Linked DNA regions of Mus musculus: region 1 is linked to region 2. The links are chromatin contacts, called in public Hi-C maps. All regions are on one chromosome and are shown on one strand. The core of a region is the stretch at or near the end of the contact, and the rest is flanking DNA. Distances in the headings are between cores, read along the strand shown. Region 1 holds the start of 2010001M07Rik (a long non-coding RNA gene). Region 2 overlaps Thsd4 (thrombospondin, type I, domain containing 4).

What was found. A called contact is a pair of places that touch in the nucleus more often than the background predicts.
Region 1: a contact with region 2 is called in a Hi-C map of muscle stem cells, with 2.1 times the contacts expected there. The contact joins the promoter of 2010001M07Rik here to the enhancer-like site in region 2. A contact is called at or near these places in 1 of 484 Hi-C or Micro-C datasets (muscle stem cells) and 3 of 115 datasets of contacts at active chromatin or transcription factors (embryonic stem cells, intestinal crypt epithelium and intestinal villus epithelium).

The regions. Positions count from the first base shown.
Region 1 is chr9:60,331,557-60,337,671 of GRCm38.p6, forward strand. 2010001M07Rik (a long non-coding RNA gene) reads left to right here and starts at 2,553. Exons shown (of 2, transcript XR_003948171.1): 1 at 2,553-2,763; 2 at 3,227-3,412. All of the region lies in intron 6 of Thsd4 (thrombospondin, type I, domain containing 4), which reads right to left.
Region 2 is chr9:60,278,774-60,284,757 of GRCm38.p6, forward strand. All of the region lies in intron 6 of Thsd4 (thrombospondin, type I, domain containing 4), which reads right to left. Among named protein-coding and RNA genes, the nearest start is that of 2010001M07Rik, 52 kb to the right of the region's middle. Within about 2 kb of position 2,723, at least 12 of the 459 cell types and tissues checked have an H3K27ac peak or open chromatin away from gene starts, as enhancers often do. A contact at or near this core is called in muscle stem cells, where this site is marked.

The DNA of each region.
Region 1 (6,115 bases), core at 1,303-3,802, 53 kb after region 2:
CTTGGTCCTGTAAAGTGATTTCAAAGGTCCCCATTCCTCGCCTCATCCTTTGGCATGGCTATCATTTCTCTGTTTAAGCTCTAAATATTTAATGCATAATTCAGACAACTAGTGAGAAAGAGTGAACAGCCCACTCAGTAGCCGGTCTAGGAGAGAACATGACTGACAAGTCCATGAGGTGATAATTGAGCTCAGCAAAGCTTGAGAAACCACACAAAACAATTCTAAGTCACACCCATAGACCCACAGGAGCTTGACACAGCAAAAAAAGGAGTGGCAGAAACTATTTGGCAGAAATAGTACTAGGCTTCTCTCATGTCTCCTTGGCCAGTTTTACAGAACCACTCTTGCTAGATCAGAAGAAGGCAGTCCAGCGATGACAGAAGTTTCTGCTAGTCAAGGCATCAAACAGAGGCTTGGCTGGCTCCTGGATCTATCTGCTCTTTACCCTGATACCATAAAAAAAAAAAAAAATGAAATCCAGACCCTTGGGTGCCATCCCTAACTTCCAGGTCTGGCTTCCGTCCCATAGCCTGTGCACCAGCCCAGCCTGGTGGAGACCACCAGAGATACATGTCCAGTCAGAATGCAGAGACTAACTCTCCATGAGGTGCCCAACCCTAATTGATACATTTTCAGTGCAATGTACCACCTATGGCTCAGGAACTATCCCAGAAGAGGGAATGGCGAGATTAAGAGACGGGTCCCAGGATGCCTGCTGTTAGAGAGCCCTTAGGAATGACAGGAAAATGTACCTACAAATAATCAACAATAGGGATACCTGAACAAGACTGGCAAGAAGCAATACCAGTTGATGTGACAGCATAGATAGTGGAAATTCTACAGGGCTGAAGAGCCTGATCAATGGAGGCTGACAGAGGGAGATCAGCTGTCTCCAAGAATGAGCTCGCACAGAGGGTGCACAATTCTAGGTGATCAGCGCTGGGGATGGACCATTGGCTAAAAGCATTTATTGCCAAACCCAACAACCTAAATTCAATGGTAGAAGGAGAGAACTGATTTCACGGTTGTTCTGTGACAGCCACCCATGTGCCAAAGCATGCACACTCACCCCCTCCCCATTCAATGAATAGTATACCTTTATGTTCTAATATCTTTAAAAGTAAGACTTCAAACATTGCATCTGTTTTTTGAAATAGGCTTAAAAGAGATCATTTGAGTCTACTGTGTCAATTTTAACACTCTCATAGGAGGTATATTTATCATTCAGAATAAATAACATACTTGGTACACTATAACTACATGGTGGTCACTCTTGTAACATAGACAAGATTATGATATAGGTATGGTTTGTCTGAGGCTGGAAACATAGCTACTTGGTTCTTGCAAAATACTAAAAATAGAATTTTTTTTCTTATAATAACCGATCAAAATCAGAGTTATCAAGCCTAAGCCTAGACATGTGAGTCCAGCCTAAAACAAAAAGAGATAAAAAAGAAAGCTCAGTCTGACTTCTCAGTCAGCCATACTCAGCGTGCTAAGAAAACCTGTGGTGGCTCGGCAACCACTTCTTAGGCACCAAGAAAGACGTCTAAGGGCTTCTAGAACATCTGTGCTCAAAGCGCCTTTGTATAGAGTAATGCACACACATGCACAGGCACACACACACACACACACACACACACACACTCATACACACTCTAGTGAAATCTTCCACACACTTTGCCATGTGTGCTGAGAAAATGGGACAGGTTTAAATGATGGCTTTTATTTGCTTTGATTGGTGGCAACCAATCTGTGCTGTTTTCTGCCTACCTGACAGAAACCATGGATTCCAACAATGACACTGCGGTGGCAGTGTGACAGCCAACAGAGTTGGTGTCAGTAAAGCCTGGACACCCCTAGCTCAAAACTCTGAAATCCAAGTGGAAAATTCTATACCTGGCCTCTGGGACAGACTGTTGTCAAAACACAAGAGTATTAAAAATATGGTTTAAAAATACCCTCAGGCCAGAAGGTGTAAATGAAACACAAACAACTTTCATGTTTAGACTTGAGTCCCATTCCCAAGATAACTCATTATGAATATGCAAATGTAAAAAGTTTGGGATCCTGGTAACAAGCAGATAAGAGCCACTCAACCAGTGCCAATCTGCTAAAGTGGAGAGAGACTGTTACAGGAGACACAGAGACGGTGTTTAGCTGCATTGGGGAGGCGCTAAGCCTGGAAAGTTGGGAAGTCAAGGATGCCACAATTTCCCTAAGAAACTGTTCCCAAGGGCAGCCTTAGCCTTCCTCACAAAGCAGCAGGAATACATATATTGCAACTGACATTCTCATCCACTGACTGTTTCATTCCAAGGGCTTCCCACGAGGTTCCAGCAGGTGCTAGATGCTGTCCTAACACTTTGGAGACATAGCAAGGAATGGGATGAGATAAAAACTGGCTGCCTTAGTGGAACTACAATTCCAGGTATCAAAGCAGGAAGTGTGACAGAGTGTAAGGCTATTATGGCGGTTCCTTTTAACTACCAACTGGACAGAACATACTATCACCTGGGATCAAAGTCTCAGTGGGGCATTTCTTCTTGAGTGTCTCAACAGATCTGGAAAGACCCAGCTTGAAAATGGGTGGCACCACTCCTGGGTTTAGGGCCCTGGACTGTGTGAGAGTAGAGGGAGCTGGCTGAGTACTAAGTATGTATCCTTTTTCTTTGCTCTTGACTGTGGATATGACAAGACCATCTGTCTCAAGTTCCTCACTGTGACTTCCCCATGGTGATGGACTATACACCTGGAATTGTGAGTTAGAATAAACTCTTTCTCTTCTAAGCTGATTTCTGTAGGGCTCAGAAATAAAATAAGGCCGTGAGAGCATTTGTGGGGGATCTGAATGGTAAGGAGGGAGCTGGCATCAGATTATTGCAAGAAGCAGGAACAGCAAGCATAGGAAGGCCTTGTGAGGGGGTGGGAGAGGGATGGAGTAGGAGGGAGGGAAAGGGTGAGGAAGAGGGAGGGAGAGGGAAAAAGGGAGAGAGAGGGAGGGGGAAGGAAGAGGGAGGGGAGATGGAGAGAGAGGGATGGAGGAAGGGATGGAGGGAGAGGGAGAGGGAGAGGGAGAGGGAGAGGGAGAGGGAGAGGGAGAGGGAGAGGGAGAGGGAGAGGGAGAGGGAGAGGGAGAGGGTAGAGGTAACCCATTCCATGGAAGACTGTTAGTTTGCAAAGGCCTCTCCAGAACCGAATACAAAAACACGTTTTCTTATAGTTCCAGGAGGGAGCTGTGCATGGGCGTGGCACTGGCAAGGCTGTTTCCTTGACCACCTCACCTCAGGCTCGTCTTTCCTCTGTCGTTTCCCTGGAGCTCATCTCCTCTCTGCATGTACCAGTCTCTTCATAAGATCACCGGCCAGGCTGAATTAGTTCCCACCTTAATAAACTCGATTTAAATCTCTCTCTTTTGGTCCTACTTGCATTTACATTTATATTCTGAGAAACTGGAAATTTGGGCTCAAATATATAAAATGGAGGGGTTTATTATAATTTAGTTCTGAACAGAGGTCATGGGAGCAAATAATTGTGGATTGTCTCGGCCATATATCAGGAAGGACAGAACGGGGCTGAAGGAAATGCCAAGTGCCCACTGAGCTGCATGGAGAACACGGAGAGGATGGTATCCTAGATGGGGAGAAAGAGGACAGAAACAGGCCACGTCCAGGACAAGGGGTCAGGGTTGCTGATGGATCGAAGCACAGAGATGAGAAGCAAAGGCAGTTCCTTAGCATTTGGCTTGGAGAGACTGGGAGGATGGTGGGTGGGCTAGACTGACGGTAGCGTGCATATGCACACAACAGAAGTGTGACATCAGCATAGGACACTAGAGTCATCATTTATAAGTGTAAGAGAATGACTTGGCAGTCAGACGGACGGCCAAGATGGAAAGAAAATCAGCCAATGCCTCACGTGAATCTCAGAGTTTTAGGAGTCCAAGACTACAGCGAGTCTGAGGTACAGCACCTCTCTAATGAGTTTAAATTTTTTCTTGGGATAGGTCAGGTTCTAGGAGCTGTTCGGTAATACATGCATGCCAGAGAACGCTGGATGGCTTCCCAAACACAGTATCTTTCATAAAAATAGAACTCTGGGCTGAGCCAGTGGCGTTCCCCTTCTATGACTTCCTTGAAGTTAGGTGTGGCCAGAGGAGGCCAGTATGGCCAGTGGAATGTGGGTAGAAGTATCCTGTGGTGACTCCCAGGAACTTTCTGCTGTGAAGCAGCAGGTCTGAGCGCTGTCCTCACTTCCTGAAAAATCTAACACAAAGGCTGGGCCACTGACTGCATCTGGAGTCTAAGAACCAGGAGCAAATCCCAGGGTAGATGAGTGACACCTGGGGATGTAGCTCAGTGACAGAATGCTAGTGACATTAGCTGGGCATGAACGAGGCCCTGGGTTCAAATCCCGGGATGTCAATCACTCTCACCTGGTGCCCTGGAAATGCCCAAGTCTAAAGCAGCTGGCATCCTAGTACTGGATTATCACCCACTAAGTGTTCCCGTCATGGAGAAATCTGTTTATCTCCTTTAATCCACTTTCTTTGTGGTGGGAGAGTATCCACTGCTTTCACAGTGAACTCAGTCCTAGCTGATGTAATAGGCAAAGGATAATTGGTGAATTGTGGCGAGGGCACTTGCACAATGTTCCCGGCATTTGTTTTAACTTAGTGATAGCTGGTTTCTAACAGATCCAACCCCATGGTCTGAGCGTCATAAAGATTGTACTGGTTTCATAAAATGGAATCATGCTAAGTAGATAAAGAACTAGGCAGAACTGTAGGAGGCCAAAGTGGCAGGATTAGAGGAGGCAGGGGTTCAAAGAGCACTGTGTAGAAAGCACCGCCTACAAGGCAGAGGGGTAGCCATTATCTGGCTGGTCTGGCTGGGAGCTAAAGTTATTACTCAGACTTTTAGGGCTTGTATGAATAATGCTGCGGCATGAAGATGAGCTGCCCAAGTGGGCACCAGCAGCACTTCAGAATATTAGTGGGAGAATAGAGAGCAAAGCAAGGCAGGAGCGCTGGGGCCTTCATGCCAGACCCTGTTCTCACTACAGCAGGACCTGGACCCGAACACACACATAACTGTTAAGAAACAAAAGATACAGACAGACAGACAGACAGACAGACAGACAGACAGAGAGAATGAGAATGAGAATGAATGAATGTCAAAAATGATTTCAAGACCATTGGGGGGGGGGGAGACTCATAGACAAATGGTATTAGGCCAACTGGATGTCATATGCAAATGAATGAAGCTGGGCCCTTACTTCACAGCACATACAGATGGATCTGAGACCAAAATGATATAGAAGCTTTAGCTATAAAAATACTAGAAGAAGATGTATGTTTGCCAGGCACTGGCATAGCCTCACAAGAGACAGCTCTATCTCGGTCCTTTTAGCAAAATCTTGCTGGCATATGCAATAGTGTCTGCATTTGATGGCTGATTATGAGATGGATCCCTGGGTGGGTGCTCACAGTCAGCTATTGGATGGAACACAGGGCCCCCAATGGAGGAGCTAGAGAAAGTACCCAAGGAGCTGAAGGGGTCTGCAACCCTATAGGTGGAACAACAATATGAACTAACCAGTACTCCCAGAGCTCATGCCTCTACCTGCATATGCAGCAGAAGATGGCCTAGTCGGCCATCATTGGGAAGAGAGGCCCCTTGGTCTTGCAAACTTTATGTGCCCCAGTACAGGGGAACACCAGGGGTAACACAGGGAGTGGGTAGGTAGGGGAGAAAGGGGGAGGGTATAGGGGACTTTTGGGATAGTATTTGAAATGTAAATGAAGAAAATACCTAATAAAAAATTGGAAAAAAAAAGATGTATGAATCGTGACCTTGAAGAAGACAGTGGGTTCATAAGTGTAAAACCAAGCACGCAGGCAACAGAAGAAAAGAAAATAACAAACCACCAATCGAAATTTAAAACTTTTGCACTTCAAAGGACACAATCAAGAGAGTGAACAGATAAACTGACAGAAAATATTAGAAAATGGATCTGATAAATATCTAGAGTAGACAAAGAAAGTTACAATTTAACCATAACAAAAAGAAAAACAACCCAACTTTAAAATGAACAAAAGATTCAAATGAGT
Region 2 (5,984 bases), core at 1,473-3,972:
CCAGAGGACCTGCCAACTTCTCAGCGAAGGCTCTTCCTGAAGATACACAGTTAGTGTTGGCAATACACACCTATCCTGAAGCCACAGCCCTCCGCTGTTGTCCATGCACACATGCCACAACCTCATCAGGTCCCCTCTCCTTCTCCCGTCCCTCTCAGCAACCGTGGCCTCCTGCTTTCTGACCACCACCTCCATTCCTCTTCTTTTCCCCCAATGCAGACATTTCCTGAGGGTCGTCCATAGCTCCTTCCTTCAGTCTCCCCTCTCCTGCGGTCTGCTGGGATGGCTGTGGCAGTGAGAAACGATCTCCTATGGGCTCCTTCTTCTACACAACAAATCTGGTGGGAAGAACGCTGTCTTCTCCATTGCAGGGCTGGTAAAGAGCCAAGCTACACATGTGAACACTGTACGAGGCTGAGGGTAAGAGAAACGCAAACCCCGGGACCAGCAGACACAGGCAGTGTGGAGCACAGGCTGAGAGGGGGCAGAGTCAGAAACAGCTAATCAAGTCTGGGGAGGTCAGCCGGGCTTGGTGGCACACACCTTTAATCCCAGCACTCGGGAGGCAGAGGCAGGTGGATTTCTGAATTCGAGGCCAGCCTGGTCTACAGAGTGAGTTCCCAGACAGCCAGGGCTATACAGAGAAACCCTGTCTCGAAAAGGCAAAAAAAAAAAAAAAAAAAAAAAAAAGTGGGGAGGTCAGAGAAGGCTGCCCAGAGGATGGCACATCGGCTGTGACCTGAAGACACAGGAGAAAGGAAGCAGGGAGATGTGGAGGAATGTACTTCCTGCCTTGTGCTGTTTGCCTTTTGTGTGTGTTCGTGCCTGCATGCGCTACTCTATCTCGCCTCCCCATCTGAAAACTGACTAACCTACCTAGATGAAAAGATTGCCTGTAATCTCTCTTCACAGACACTCCTTGGGATGCTTGGGTCCTGGCAGGCAGTTTTAATTTTCTTATCTTTGTGCGCATGTGCACGATGCATGCATGGTGGGCATGTGGTGGTCAGAGATAAGTCTGTGAAGTCAGCTCTCTTATCACACCTTTATGTGGATTCCAGGGACCAGACTCGGGTGGCTTGGTTTGTATGGCAAAGGAGCTTAACCCACCCAGCCATCTTGCTGGCCCCAGTAGGTAATGTTTAATCCCTGATGGAGGGCATGCAATTGCAACAGTCCACAGTTGTTTGGGCTTTAGGGACCAGGGCTGGAAAGAAGAGAAGTGTGAAGGTTTGGGTAAGATCCTCTTTGTCACTTTTGACACTTCCTGTGACTTTCCCTAGGTACTGCAAGACATACAACATTAAGCCCCTATAGCACACCTGACATCAGCCCTCGGGCAGGATAGGATCCCAGCAGCCTATCTGCAGATGATGACTAACGATCCACCATCCCCCTCTTCACGTCCACTTGCAGCCCAAGCCACCATCTGTGAGTGGTCTCTTGCTTGACTAATGACTTGTCTCTGAGAATTGTTTTGCACGGTTATAAACAGAGATTGGGCGTTCACCCTCATCGCCTGTCTTTCTTTCCTTTCTTTCTTTCTTTCTTTCTTTCTTTCTTTCTTTCTTTCTTTCTTTCTTTCTTTCTTTCTTTCTTTCTTTCTTCCTTCCTTCCTTCCTTCCTTCCTTCCTTCCTTCCTTCCTTTCTTTTTTTTTTGGTTTTTTGAGACATGGTTTCTCTGTGTAGCCTTGGTTGTCCTTTGTAGACCAAGTGAGTAAGCTGACCTCATCCCTACAAGTATCATCTTTTCTAGAACTCAGTGTGTATCCTGGCGTTGTTCATTCTCAGGCTGCAATCTAGCACAACTCTCAGGAAGTTGCTGGGATGCCCTGGACTCCCCTGAGATAATGGAAGCTTTTCTGATAGCTGAACTGGCAGACAAGACCCTGCCCCCAGAACCATCTTTGTATATGCGTGTATCTCTCTCTTTCTGTGTCTCTGTTGCTCCTCTACCGTGTGTGTGTGTGTGTGTGTGTGTGTGTGTGTGTGTGTGTGTGTGTGGTGTGTCCACATGCTTTACAAGTCCCCGTGTATATCCATGTATCTGGAGAACGAGCTTGGTTGCTGTTTCTTAGGTGATATCTATCTTCTTGTTGTTGGGGTTTTTGTTTGTTTGTTGTTGTTTTTGTTTTGTTGTTGTTTTTGAGTCCCAGTCTCTGACTGATCTGGACCTCACTGGGCTGGGCTAGGCTGGCTCGCCAATGAACCTCAGTGGCTTATCTATATCTGCCTCCTCAGTCCCAGGGCTACAAATGTGTACCCCCATGCCTAGGGATTGAACTCAGGTTCCGCAGACTGAGCGAGCTATCTCCCTAGCCTAGAGAACACTTTCTTAATTGGAAGCTGAGCTGAGTATCTATGGTCCTCTGTTACTGTGCCCATTCCTTGGCACACAGAATGTGGTTAGCTCCTGTCTCATGTTTGGAGGATTAATAAGTAACCAGTACCCACCAGTGTCCCCCCCCCCCCTGCCACTCTTATTCATCTGGCCTCCCTCTAAGATAGGATTGCTTAACTATGAAGACAAAAACCATGGAAAGTTAGTGTTCTACAAGAATTATGCTTCCCACTGCATCCCCCGTTTGAGAGCTCATTCACTTCACAGGCCAGGGCATCAGGGGAGAGGCGCCAAGCACAGAAACACGTGTCTGCATCCCCCTGGGGATGGCCGTGCATCACTCCGCTCCCCGCACAGCTGTTCTACAGAACAAAACACAAGGCAGCATTCTGCATATTCCAATCTACCCTCTGACCTAGCTTGGAACGGAATTCCTTCCAGTGTTCATAAAACATCTCGAGGAACGGTTATTCCAGTGACCTCACAACTGATTGCCGACCAGCAGTCGGCATTTTGTAAAATCATGACTTTAATTCCCAGGGACCAAGGGTGCAACATTTGTGTGTGCATAATGCTTTATCCCCCCCAAAAAAACCCTCCCTCTTGGTGGCAACACCCTCTTCCATGAACTGCCTATGACCCTCAGGAAAAAAAAAGTCAGAGACCCACCACACAGTCACAGATTTTTGTGAAGAGAGTGGACTTTAAGAACATCTGCCTAGATTCCATAGTCACAGAAGGGCAATTTCCCCGGAGTTAAGTCCTACACAGCACTGGGCTGAGAACTCAAGGATCCTGGTTCATCATCCAAAGCTGTTTCAGAAGCAGGAGGAAGAGCTCCTGCCCTTCAGAGGGGGCGCAGTAGTACCATGTAGTTAGAAGGCTGGGGGAGAGCTCCGTGGGAAGTGTTTGCTGTGCTAGCAGGAGGGGCTGTGTGGGATCCCTAGTGCCCTCTGGAAAGCTAAGGGTGATTTGTACATTTACAACCCCAGCTCTGAGGAGGCAGGCAGACATATCCCTGGGGTTCACTAGCCAGCCAGCCTAACCTAATTAGTGAGCCCTAGGGTCTAGTTAGAGATTCTGTGTTAGAAAACAAGATGAACAACTCACTTGAGGTTGACTTCTGCCCCCTCCCCTCCACAGCACACATACCACACATATGGAGATATATATATGTAACACACACACACACACATGCTTTTTAAAAATAAAGTTGAGGGGATGGAGAGATGGTTTGTAGTTAAAAGCACTTGTTGTACAGTCGTGAGGACTGAGATTTTGACCCTAGCACCCATAATAGAGATCCTATAGGGCAAGCTAGGCATCTTGCCCATGCCTGTAACCCCAGCAATGAGGGGGCAGAGACAGGAGACTGTTGGGGCTTGCTGACTTCCAGTGCAATTGGGAAAACGGGAACCCCAAGTTCATGGAGAGAGCTTATTTTCATAGGAATTGGTAGAGGGTGACAGAAAATGACACGTGATGGGTCTCTTGAGGCCTCCATGTGTACACACACACACACATACACATGCTCAACACACACACACTGAATAAATATTTTATTAATGTATTAAAATTTTAAAAATTGTATTTTATTGGATTGATGAATGTTTTATCTTCATGTATATATGTATAATATGTATGTGCGTGTATGTGCATGGTACCTGTGGAAGTCAGAAGTAAGTTTTTAGATCCTATAGAACTGGAGGTAGAGATGGTTATTAGGTGCCATGTGGGTGCTGGGAATCGAACCTGGGTCCTTTTCAAGAGAACAAGTGCTCCTAACTGCTAGTCCATCTCTCCAGCTCCCAGCAGACACTTTTTAGAAGCAGAGTTTCGGCATGTCAATAGGCTATGATGATATTTTGCTATTTGGGGGTCATAAGTGGCTCTAAAACACCATTTGTGATCCCTCTGAATGAGAAACCATGAAAGGCCAAGTTCAGAGAAAGCCTCAGAACTTCACACCCAACAAAGAAGAAAGCAAACCCATTCTTTTAGAATGCCCAGTTACTAAGCCTGCCCTTGTATTAGCAGAGAGCTTACCATGTCATGAAAGTTAGGACTCGCTTCCACAGCATTTCTCATAAAACAGAAGGACAAGAACTTAGGCATAGGGTATTAAAAATAATGTGTTTTTAATTCACTGGTTTGTAAGTTACAGGCATTTTAAAAAAATAACATTTTGATCAAGACTGAAACTAGGCACTACTTAGAGGGGGTTCTCAGGTCAATCCTTTAATCTCTTAATTTTTCTTGTCCCTAAAAAGAGGCTGCCACAAAGATAAAAGAGGGCTTGGCACAGAATTACTGCTCAGCCACTGTGGCAACGGCATGGAGACCATGCCTAAGAAGCAAGGTGCTAAAACGAGGCCGTTCTTGTTCAGTTAAGACACTGCAGCAGGAGGAGCTGCATTCTGAAGAGGTAGGAATTGCAAAGGTGATGCGCCACAACTCAGCCCTGGACTCTCTAAGTCCCCAGCTCACTGTGGGAAAGGGGGTGCTGGAGAGCCATGAGCCAGGAGGAGCTTGAAAAGGAATTTTCTTGGTGGGAGATTTGCTGGCATTTCTCTGCTAAAGCAAAGAGGTGGGTCCTTTTCCCTGAAGGACGTGGAAAGGGACCCTGGGAAAACCACTAGGGGGCTTAGTTGGGTTTCCTTACAGTTAATGGGACAGTGAGTGCTAGGTCTAATTCTTAAGATTATCTAGTGGAAGGAGAGGAGAAGAAGGTGTCCTGGGCACGGGTAGTGCAAGAGCCAACAGAGGAAAGCAGCTCAGTGGTTCTTAGGATGGGTCACAGAACTTAACATGTTGTAAGTACAATGTGCCTAAAATTTTGATGAACATGTTCACACCTCACACAATGACAGAATTTATTGAATAACAATATGCACACAAAGTTTAGCAGTGTCCTGGTTGGGTTTTTTTGTCAAGTGGACACAAGCTCGAGTCATCTCAAAAGAGGAAGCTCAATTGAGAATATGTCTCCATCCGGCTGACTGAATGCAGGTCTGTTGGGCATTTTCTTCATTGCCAGTTGATAGAGGAGGACCCAGCCCCCTGGGGGCAGTGACCCTGGGCAGATGGTATAAAACAGGGAGCTGAGCAAGCTAGGAGATGTAAGCCAGGAAGCAACTTTGCTCCTGAACTAAAAGACTCACAAAGATCTCACAGAGATCTGCCTGCCTCTGCCTCCTGAGTGCTGGGAATAAAAGTATATACTACCATCAGATCTGTCTGTGGTTGATTGCCTTGGTGTTAATTGATACAGGAGGGTCCAACCCACTATGGGTGGCATCATTCCCTAGGCAAGGGGTCCTGGACTGTATAAGAAAGCTACATAAGCATGAATCTGTGAGCAAGCAGCCTCCCTCCATAGTTCCTGGAGCTCCTGTTCTCACTTCCCTCAGTGGTGGACTATGATCTGGGAGTGTATGCCCAATAAATTTTTTTCCCTCACGAAGTGCTTTTGGTCAGTATTTTGCCACAGCAACAGAAAGGAAACTAAAGGCTGCATGTGGTAGTGTATGCCTTTAATCCCAGCACTCAGAGAAAGGCAGGTATATAGCAATCTCCAGGCCATCCAAGGCTATATATCATGAGATCCAGGTACGGCTACACAGTGAGAGCCTGCCTCAAAACA